Regions from separate parts of the Astyanax mexicanus genome. Here region 1 is linked to region 2. Evidence: chromatin contacts called from public Hi-C data. All regions are on one chromosome and are shown on one strand. The core of a region is the stretch at or near the end of the contact, and the rest is flanking DNA. Distances in the headings are between cores, read along the strand shown. Region 1 holds the start of dglucy (D-glutamate cyclase). Region 2 has its middle 9.9 kb from the start of slc24a4a.

What was found. Hi-C and Micro-C count contacts between places; a contact is called where the count stands out from the background.
Region 1: a Hi-C map of muscle shows a contact between it and region 2, with 9 times the contacts expected there. The contact joins the promoter of dglucy here to the enhancer-like site in region 2. A contact is called at or near these places in 2 of 3 Hi-C or Micro-C datasets (both in muscle).

Annotation. Positions count from the first base shown.
Region 1 is chr14:23,392,711-23,397,785 of AstMex3_surface, forward strand. It overlaps dglucy (D-glutamate cyclase), which reads left to right and starts at 2,924. Exons shown (of 13, transcript XM_007252548.4): 1 at 2,924-3,328. It overlaps slc24a4a (solute carrier family 24 member 4a), which reads left to right. Exons shown (of 17, transcript XM_049463548.1): 17 at 1-1,753.
Region 2 is chr14:23,333,055-23,338,802 of AstMex3_surface, forward strand. No RefSeq gene overlaps it. Among protein-coding and RNA genes, the nearest start is that of slc24a4a, 9.9 kb to the right of the region's middle. Within about 2 kb of position 3,012, the one cell type or tissue checked has an H3K27ac peak away from gene starts, as active enhancers do.

The DNA.
Region 1 (5,075 bases), core at 1,674-4,173, 60 kb after region 2:
TGCTTTTCTATTATGCACTATACTTTGCTTCTTTATTTTGTAATTTAGCCAAAAATCTGCTCATTTGGTAACAACAGAGAGCAGGCTCTTATTCATATCTGAGAGTACATATATATATATGAATCATACCAAATCACTGTAGATAGGCTATTTGTGTTGCTCCTTGCTCTATTCAGGAGTCAATCAGTCCTGTGCTATTGCCTGTTTATCGTTACGATTATTATTCTTCTATTTGAATGGAGAGATGAGTATTTTTGACTCACTGTTTTATAAACTGTACTGCCTCCTGAGTGACCACATTATTGTTTTATTCCTTTCGGGGGAAAAGTGCCACTTAGGAGGCTTAGGAGTCTTTGTCGCCTGTGGTAATAGCACTCTGACATGAACAGAAGTCTTTGTTATGCACAGAACAAAAAACCCACTATATACCTCTTCAGAAGAGACACTTTAAGTTGAAGGAAGATGCTTTAAACTTGACTGCACTCTGTGTCCATGCATGAAGGCACACACATGCACAAATAAATACACACAAAAACAGCCGATAGAAAAAGTAAGTGAAACCTTTGGAATTACTTGAATTTCTGCACTGGTTATTAATACAATGTAAACTAAAAAATACAAACACTCACTTTTTTTTACTGTTCATGTTTTTATTAAGCACATTGAGTAAACATCCACAGCGCAGGCTAGAAAAGTATGTGAACATTTAAATTGAATAACCTTTAGATAATAACCCAATTCGCACAATTTTAAGAAATCATTTTTGGGTCGTTTTGGATCATTCCTTTACCGCAGAACATTTCTGGAAAACATTTTTAATTAAGCATTATGGAACGTCCAGGTGTCAGATCAGCCGAAATGTCCTTTTTGGACAGCAGAAGCTTCCTTTGTGGCGTCATTCCATAAACATCATTATTGTAGAGGACACACAACATTTTTTTGTAAAATGTTTTACTATTTGAGTGCCACCCTCACAGTCTTTTTTCTCAACTTGTAGAGATCTTTCTAACTGTGGATTGATGTTTGCTCCAGCTTTGGTTGCCTTTTACAGCTTAACATATTTTAAGGTTTTCTAGAAGCTGTTTACATTGAAGCATAGTTCACAATCATCCATCTGCCTGGGAAAGAACAGATTTGTTAGTAACAAGGCGTTGTGTGCCTTTATTTCTTAGAAATAACTCCTGTGGAACCCACACTTCCAATCTCATTCTCTTTAACCCATCGCTTACTTTTTCTAGCCTGCACTGTGGATAAAAGTCAATACGAGTCAATGTGGTGAATAGGAGACATGAACTGACAAACTGTACAACTCTTGAGTGTGATAAGTTTAGTTAAATTGTGATTCCATCGTTTTTTACTTGATAATCAGACATTTTATCAATGAAGAAATCCTGGTGTTCCAAAGGCAACCTTTTCTGTATAACGTAAATAAATACACTTGCACCCACTTTGTTTTCTGGTTCAGTGTAAAAACACATACAACTGCTTTCAGAGTGACTGACCTGCTGCACTGTGAGAGGAATGATATGCGGAATTCTTCTTCCAAGCCGCTGTTAAAGGATTAAGATATAAAGAACTTCAACATATGACATTGGTGTTTAACTTGAATGTATTTGTCTTGCTATCAATGGATGTATCCAACCAATGCATTTTACTGTAAAGCAATAATCTGAAGAGGAGAAAAAATATGTACATTGATATTTGAATCATTAGAAAATTGTATGGAGAACTAAATAAATTCTACAGTTTATAAGCGGTGTATGGTTTGGAGTGTGTTTCTAGTATAAAAATGTAATGGGACCATACAGACTATAATCAGCAGGGTGTCATAGCATGGGGTTGTGTAATGCAGATTTAATAACGGAAAGTACATGGAGATCTTATTGCAACATATGCTGCCTTCAAGGTGACATCTTTTTCTGCACATTTTTTAACAATACAGTGATTACATACATGTGAAGAGGGAACACGGATTAGACTGGTCTGCCTGCAGTCTTGGCTTGTCTGTCACCAGTGGAGATTTTAAATTAGAGCTGCAACAACAAATCGATTCAAATCAAATATTAAAACTGTTAGCTAATAATTTAATAATCGATTAGTTGAGTCTATGTTTTTATACACACAAGTACAGTGGCTACCCCCTAATGTATGCACAGGAATTAGTGCCAAATTAAAAAGTAAACACTACCGTGGAAAAATGTAAATTCAATCTACAAGATGCATTGCTTTTTCAGAATACGTGCCGAAATGAAATGCAAAACCACTATTACATTACATTTCACTGCACTTGATCTCATTATTGAAAAAGAATACACAATCATTTACATTTTCAAAACCAAGCGCTAAATTTGTGTCAGAATTGCAAAAATGGACACATTAGGAAAGACCCTTTGGTTATACTTTTGGTCTATTGTCATAAAAAACAGGAAGTTTATATTAATGTTAATATTGTAACCTAATATAAGGTTAATTATTCATGTGAAGACTAAAATATTTAATAATGGTAGTGTGTTCCTTATACAATTCCTTATACAACGTTACTACAAGCTTGGTTTATTAAATAAAATTATGGGAATCAAAATTTGCATTTTTCCTTTTAATAAATAAAAAATAATTGACAGATTATTTATCAAATTAATCGTTAGAACTAACAGTGTGGCAGAAAAATAAACTGTTGAGTCTCTGATAAATCACAGTATTGATATACACATTATTTGTAACGTAATATATAGCTAATATGTACAGGCAAACTCAGAAATAATCTAGTTGCAGTCTTGTAATTAGTGATCCCCAAATCCCCATTGTAAAATAAAGTCTGTTACTAGTCTTTAGATTAAGAGGGTCTTTTCAGAGTCTATTTAAAGTCGCGTAGTGCATGGACAGCATTACAGTTTGATACTCAATGTGTTACTTTATCGCCACTCTGTGGTTTTGTGTGGTGGCACATCTCGAGCCATTTTAAACAATGTTTTCCAAGGTTATCTGAGTGATCGACTAAATGCTCTGTCTGGGTCAGTAACTAGACCATAGGAGCCATCAGAGCATGTCCTGCAGTACCATAAGAGGCAACCGCTGGATGAATTAACGTTACTGTGCTTCTGGGTGCAAGAAATCTAGTAGCTACGCTAACGTTTCCTGCCTGGATCCGCTAGGTTAGCTAGCGAACGCTGACGCTACGTGTCAGAGGATGTATTCATCATTTCTGCATAAAGACTATAATTATGATCATTTAAAAGTGAGCGCAGGAGGTTTACAGATGTAGAAGTCATTTGGATCTCATTTCTACAAACCGATCTCCCTCAGACCTCCCTGGACAGCTGGGCTAAAGGTTAGACCCTACAGATCTCCTCATTTCCCTGTGTTCACCGTCATTTTTGTTTATTTAGGTCTCAAACTTCAGAGAGTCTGATTGTTGTGGAAATAGAGGGAGTTTATAACGTTATCTAGCTGCGTTAAACATTGTATTATCTCCTAACGTTACTGATATAATTCTACAGCAGTATTTAAAGGCTGTTCAAGATTCACATCAGGAACGCACACCTCACTTCAGTTTTACTTTCTATTTTAGTTTCAGTTTTACAGGTTAGCTAGAAGCGCTACTAAGAGACAGAGCTAACAGCTAGTTACAGAAGTTAGTGAGGTTAGCTAGCTAGCTTCCTGTTCACCAACTTATTAAACGCGTAAAAATGACAAGCGTTCAACATAAACTACTGGCTCGATTTAAGGTTCAAGTAAACATTTAACTAGTTAGCTAACCTAGCAAGAAGTTCACTATAACTGCTGCACCGTTTAAGGTGGAACGAAACATATAGCTTAGCTAACCTAGCAAGAAGTTCACTGTAACTGCAACACCGTTTAAGATGGAACGGAACGATGCGTGTGATAGCTGCAGCAGCATTTAAGGTGGAACGGAACATTGTTCGATAGCTGCTGCACCATTTTTAGGTGGAACCGAACATTGTGCGATAGCTGCTGCACCGTTTAAGGTGGAACGAAACATTTAGCTTAGCTAACCTAGCAAGAAGTTCACTGTAACTGCAACACCGTTTAAGATGGAACGGAACGATGCGTGTGATAGCTGCAGCAGCATTTAAGGTGGAACGGAACATTGTTCGATAGCTGCTGCACCATTTTTAGGTGGAACCGAACATTGTGCGATAGCTGCTGCACCGTTTAAGGTGGAACGAAACATTTAGCTTAGCTAACCTAGCAAGAAGTTCACTGTAACTGCAACACCGTTTAAGATGGAACGGAACGATGCGTGTGATAGCTGCAGCAGCATTTAAGGTGGAACGGAACATTGTGCGATAGCTGCTGCACCATTTAAGGTGGAACGGAACATTCTGTGATAGCTGCTGCACAGTTTAAGGTGGAACGGAACATTCTGTGATAGCTGCTGCACCGTTTTAGGCATAATGAATTGTGTAGTTTGTTTAGGTATTCAAATTAATTATAGCACATTTAAGAGGTAACTTACCTCTAAAGTATAAATACCGTATGACTTAAAGTGGGAATAAAATGAACTTTAGTTGGTCCAATATAAATAATTTACCATTAAAGGGTGGAATACATCATTTAGTTAGTTGTTCATTATGAAGTCTCCAACAATAAAATAGAATGAACATGTTTAGATTTAATATAAATGTTGCACAATTTAAGCTGTAATGAAGCTGCCATACAATATAAATTAGATGCTATTTAAAGTGGAATGAAGTTGTTGTAGAGGTACAATATAAGTGCTGTAACGCTACTATTCTAAAGCTGAAATTGAGCATGTTGTTAGGAGTTCAATATGACTTAAGACTGCATCATTTGACATGGAATTAGCTAACATGTAGAGGTTCAATGTAAATGTTGCATCAATTTAGGTGGAATGAAGCTGTGAAGGGTTTAAATTAAATACTCCTATTTGAGGTTGCATACAGCTGTAAGTAGTACAATATAAATATTCAGTATATTAACTTATCCATAATTTTAGGATTTCATTTTTGGCCCAGACAAAAAAAAGTTATTGCTCTACTTTAAATATGAGTGTATCTTGTAAACATGTTTTAAATTCCACTTTCCACTTTGTT
Region 2 (5,748 bases), core at 1,762-4,261:
GTGCCTGTGGGTAATTGAGGTCTTCTGTGATAATAGACGAGGTGTGTAGTGTGGTTGGGTGAGGCTGGGCTGTGCAGACATGCGGTGTTCTGCTGGTCGTCTGTTAGACTCATGTGTTTCAGGGTTAGTTAGACTCTGTTTCACGCTCCATTTCTCTCTGTCATACAGCGCTAAGGTAGAAATATAGGCCAAGGTACGCAGAAAAATAGTGCTTTTATTTGCTGGGAGAACTCTGGCGTGACCACAAGGAAAAAAATACATTGGTGCAGATGATGCTCCCTCCAGTGCGTGTAATACATTTTTCAAGGCTATGGAAAATGTTTTTGTTGTTCAGAAGTTCAGTTTCCACACAGGAGTGTGGAAATATATAGTTATTCAAAAAAACATCTTTCAGTTTTGCTTTAATAACTCCTATACTCACCTTTGTGTATTTATGCAGCGTAGTTTAAAGATTTATTCTCAATTGTAATCCAGTTCCAGTTCCCTTCTGCTACAGACAGATCTCTTCCCCACATATAATGCGTCAAATCTGGAAGGAAGAAAGTAGGACTGACCTTGGCCACACTCTAAAAAGTGATTTTGTGTTTTATTCAGAAGAACTAATATTATCAAGTTGAGTAAATTGAGTTGAGAAAACTTCAACCTGAAAACTTGTTGAACCAATAAAAAATATGACAAGCACAAACTAATAGGTGGGATAGGGGAACAGATTGCAAAATTAATTCTACACTCTAAAAGGTGATTTTGTGTTTTAGTCAGAAGACCTAACATTATCAAGTTGAGTGAAATTAACAGTCAGTACAACTCAATAAAATGAGTTCAGAGAACTTCAACCTAAAAAAAAACTTTAAAATGCTTATTGAGCCAATGAAAAAATGTGATTTCAAACAACTTTTAGTTATACGACACTGCTCTGTCAATGCTCTTTCTATAGTGTTGGTTTATTTAGCTTTCCCATGATGCTCCTGGCACCATATATTTGCATATTGGGTGAGGCCCCTCTCTTACTTACCATCTTTGTGTTGTCTGTTGCCCAAAGCTTCCTTATCCTAGGCGTGCATTAGTGCAAGATGTGTTGATTGCCAGGCCTCAGTGTTTTAAGCTGTAAAAGCAAGTTATCTATGTTTTGTGTTCCGAGTTGAATAAACTTAACTGGTTCAGCTTATCACCTAGTGTTGCATCAAGATTGGTTTAGTAAACTTAAAATTGTATATATGTACAACTTAACTAAGTCAAAGCAAAATAATGACTGAGTTAAGTTAAGCCATTTTTTTTTCATCAGTGCATGCAAAGAAATGGCTATTTTACGCTAACAAGCTCAACTAGTTGATAGACTAAAAAAAATATTTATTGGCTCAGCTTAACTCAGTCAAGTTATCATTTAGATTTGACTCAGTTAAGTTGTAAATATAAACAATTTTAAGTTTTTTTTTCAACTTGACTGAGTCAAAGCTAGATGATAACTTGAATCAGTTAAATTTATTCAACTTAACTGAGTTTTGTTCATACCACAACAGTTTAAAACGTAACACATTTTTTTAAGTATTGCAGACATAAGAAATTATCCTAATTAATGCCTAGGATAAGGTAGCCTTCGGCAACAGACAACACAAAGATGGTAAGTAAAGGAGACAAGTACGTCTCGCTGCAGCCACAGCCACTATGCAAATATATGTTGCCGGGAGCATTATGATAAAGCTGAATGAACCAACACTATAAAAAGAGCATTGACATGTAGTTTACTAAAAGTTGGTTGAAATCACATTTTTTTATTGCGTCAATAAGCATTTTTAAGTTTTCAGGTTGAAGTTCTCTGAACTCATTTTATTGAGTTGTACTGACTGTTAATTTCCCTCAACTTGATAATGTTAGTTCTTCTGACTAAAACACAAAATCACCTTTTAGAGTGTAGAATTAATTTTGCAATCTGTTCCCCTATCCCCCCTATTAATTTGTGCTTGTCAGTCAACATATTGTGACTTCATTACAACATGGTGGCATCCAGAGAATTAAAAGTGCTGTATTTCATAATGCTGGAGGTGAACAGAGATGAGCTATTCAACGAAAGTTCAAACTCATTATCATGTTACCCATGTTCAGTTCACACTGGATTTCTCCTTTAAAGAGTTCCACCGCTCAATAGGCAGTCATATCAATTAAATCAATTGAGAATCAAATCTTTGAGAAATAAGTAGCTGTGACCTTTTAGTAAGGTCATATATTCAATAAAAGAAGGAGCAATAATATTATTAATAATAATAATAATATTATTATTATTCGCTAGACGTGATTAGACCTAATTATCTAGATCTCTCAGTGAGAAGTATGAGCAGGGGAGCAGTGGCAGTACAGGGGGTTTATCCAGGGCTCCAACATCCTGACCTCATTAATGCAAGGTTTTTCATGCGGTAAAGTGAAATCTAAACATGATGCGATCACTAAAAGCGCATGTTAATGCCAGGTGTAAACAGGCCTGTAGTTACCTTGATGTGAAATGGAAGACATGATGTGCATGGGAAGAAATCTAGGGAGTAATAGTTTAGTTAATTTCTATGAATTGTTGCAAGTTGCAGAAGTTTACTTTGTTAAGCAACAGTGAAATTAAAAATCAGGATAATCCACACAATCCACGGTCAAATAACAACACCACCTACAATCTTCCTCCGTATGTGCCCAATTTTTTCCCCATACTGAACTACAATAACCTGTGTGTGTGTGTGTGTGTGTGTGTCTGAGAGAGCAGGCCTATCGGTGCATCTGCGTGCTTGCATGTGTATTTGTATGGCAGGAGTAGATTTTGCGACACAGAGAGTATGCCAGCCTTGACCCTTTTGACCATTTTCATTTTCATAATTGACCAGGCATGCCAGAAATGTCCATCAGCTAATCCTCTTACTTTGTCCCTAATGCCGGCTCTGTCACAGAAGCTCCATGTTAATGTAACAAGCGGCTCAGCAGCGCCGGCTGAAGCGAGGCCGAGCCAAGGCCTGACGCTCCCTGCTGGCAGACATCGAGCCTATAGCAGCACAGTACCCCCAACGAGAGCTGCTCGCCACATTACATCCCATTCAATTAGCCAGACCTTTAAAATTTAATCATCACATTCCATTATTGATAATTACTCGCACCGTTTGAAGCTGGTAAGGCCGTCACACGGGAGTATGTGTTGCTGTTGTGTGCTGGGCTGTGCTGGGTGGGGTGGTGAGGGGTGCAGTGTAGTGGGGTTTTTACGGAACTAACTGGTTTAGATTGCTTTGCATTTGAGGCCACAGGAAGCACAGGAGCGGCACTGTTTCATTTTGTCTGTTGCTTTTGCCATAAATAACATTAGTTACAGTATGGGCTGAAGAATGGGCCTTTAGTTTGTTGATGCAAGTGAATGTGTGTGTGTGTGTGTGTGTGTGTCTGTGTATCTGTGTGAAGGGAAACTAAAAGGCTGAGGCCACTGGACCGTAAATGATGGTTTATAAATGGTTATGTTTTTTCACATTAGCCATAAAATTAGCCATTTTATCCACCTGTTCTTCAGGAACCTCAGTTGAACTACTGTTTTTTTTTTACTTGTATAACATTGCTTGAATATACAGTACACTAAATAAAATACACTAAATAAAATACTTAGCTAAATATGAACTACATAGAAGAGTGATCAAGTCGACTTAAAAAAAAAGAATAAGAAGCATCTTCACAGTGATGGTGACTAAGGGAGTAAATGCCTAGTATGCAGATCAGTTATTTAATAACAGCAGAAAAATAATTGTATTTTGTGAGTATTATTTTAACTAGAATTTACTTTAAGTTAAAAGCAGTTATTACAGTTTGTTTTACACCAGCATTTTGCATCACGTGTTGTCCCAGACAAGTCCTAAAATAACTTATTAAGTGTGCTCCATTCTAGTGAATGCTGAAATTACATAAATTTACCTTTACCTTCTGAAAATTCTGAATATAAGAAACACAAAATATTGGGCTGTACTCACCTTCTCAATTAAATAAGCAAGCATTACTTGATTTGATAATTGTTTTTAAGAGTGTAAGACCAGTGTACCAGAGCAGTAAGATCATTACTGTCTATATACAGCTCTGGAAAAAAAAAATTAAGAGACCACTTCAGTTTCTGAATCAGTTTCTCTGATTTTGCTATTTATAGGTAAATGTTTGAGTAAAATGAACATTGTTGCTTTATTCTTTAAACTAATGAAATACTGAAATAACAACACAGATGCAGAAATCAGTTCAGAAATCAATATTTAGTGGAATTACCCTGGTTTTTAATCACAGTTTTTATGCATCTGATATGTTCTTCCACCAGTCTTACACTCTGCTTTTGGATAACTTCATGCCACTCCTGGTGCAAAAATTCAAGCGTTCAGCTTGGTTTGATGGTTTCTGATCATCCATCTTCCTCTTGATTATATTCCAGAGGTTTTTTATTTGGTACAATCAAAGAAACTCATAATTTTAAGTGGTCTCTTATTTTTTCTCTCATGTTTTTCTGTTTGTATATACCAAATTAAACCTCACGCTCAAAGTGCGGGTCCAGCCGTGCTGCCCTTCCCCTGCAAGAAAGAGGGTGAAGGGCCTTGCTTTGGTTGGGGCCTAACAGTGGCAGCTCGGTGGAACTGTGTATGAAGCCCACTTTGTGATCAGTAATCCAATGTAATGAAATTTACCCATCATGAAGTGGTAAAATCAGTAATGACATGGATTCATATCAGTACAGTACACACTCACATCAGTTCAGATTCTAACACACGTAATTACACCAGCAGTTATTTATCCGGTTAAACAAGTGACTGTACTGGTCTGCTGGACTTACTGAACTTGTGGTCTAATCTCCGCTGTTATTAAGCAGGGCATGCTAATTTCCCTCACATGTCTCATTACAGCAGTGGAATGTAACTGTATTAAAATGATTCCAGTGCTTGAGTGATTAGCCCTTTCTAATCTAAAAAAAAAAAAAAAAAAAAAAACACGCACAAACGCACTACCACAATGACCCCTCCCCTCTCCCCTACAGTGTTTAGGTGCTCAGCTGACCATCTCGCCTGGTGCCTCACGCCCCAAATCCCCGTCAGCTGACCCTGCCCACTGAGATTGACTCAAAGAGTTTCCACTGCCTTTCTTACACACACACTCTCACACACTCCAGGAGAATTCAGACTATTCACATGATCCCGGGCAGGCGGTCGGCCGGTCAGCAGGCCTCGCTGAGCTGCTGGCTGGAAACACACTTTCCCACAGTAGAGCAGTGGAACACCAGACTGTCGGCACCCTAGCAATGATCAAACACACACTGTAATATATTTCTCATCATTAACCTAGCAGAACGTTTTTCCTGGTCAGTAGAAACAGTTACTCCACCTAAATCAAGATAAACTCTTCTAAATTTCTTTATTTTAAAAGCTTAATTATTATCAGGTGACTATATACTTTTCAAATCCATTTAGGGCGTGTCCATCTCCTTGACTTTACTAGGTGTTGTAATGGGGTTTTTGAGTTCACTAGTACTTTTTTTTAAATAACCAAGTTGTTGATTGGTCCGTTTCAGAATTTTTTGCGATCACACTGATGCCTGTTTTTTCAGCCACCTGTGCAACAAGTCTTGAAATTTTCTCAATAAAGAATATTCCAGTCAACTGTCAATGGTATTATAACAAAATGGAATCTATTGGGATTGAAAGCAACTGACCTCCAAACTTCATGTGAACTAGCTTAAAGCAGAACAGCGGTGTAAAATGGACTTTT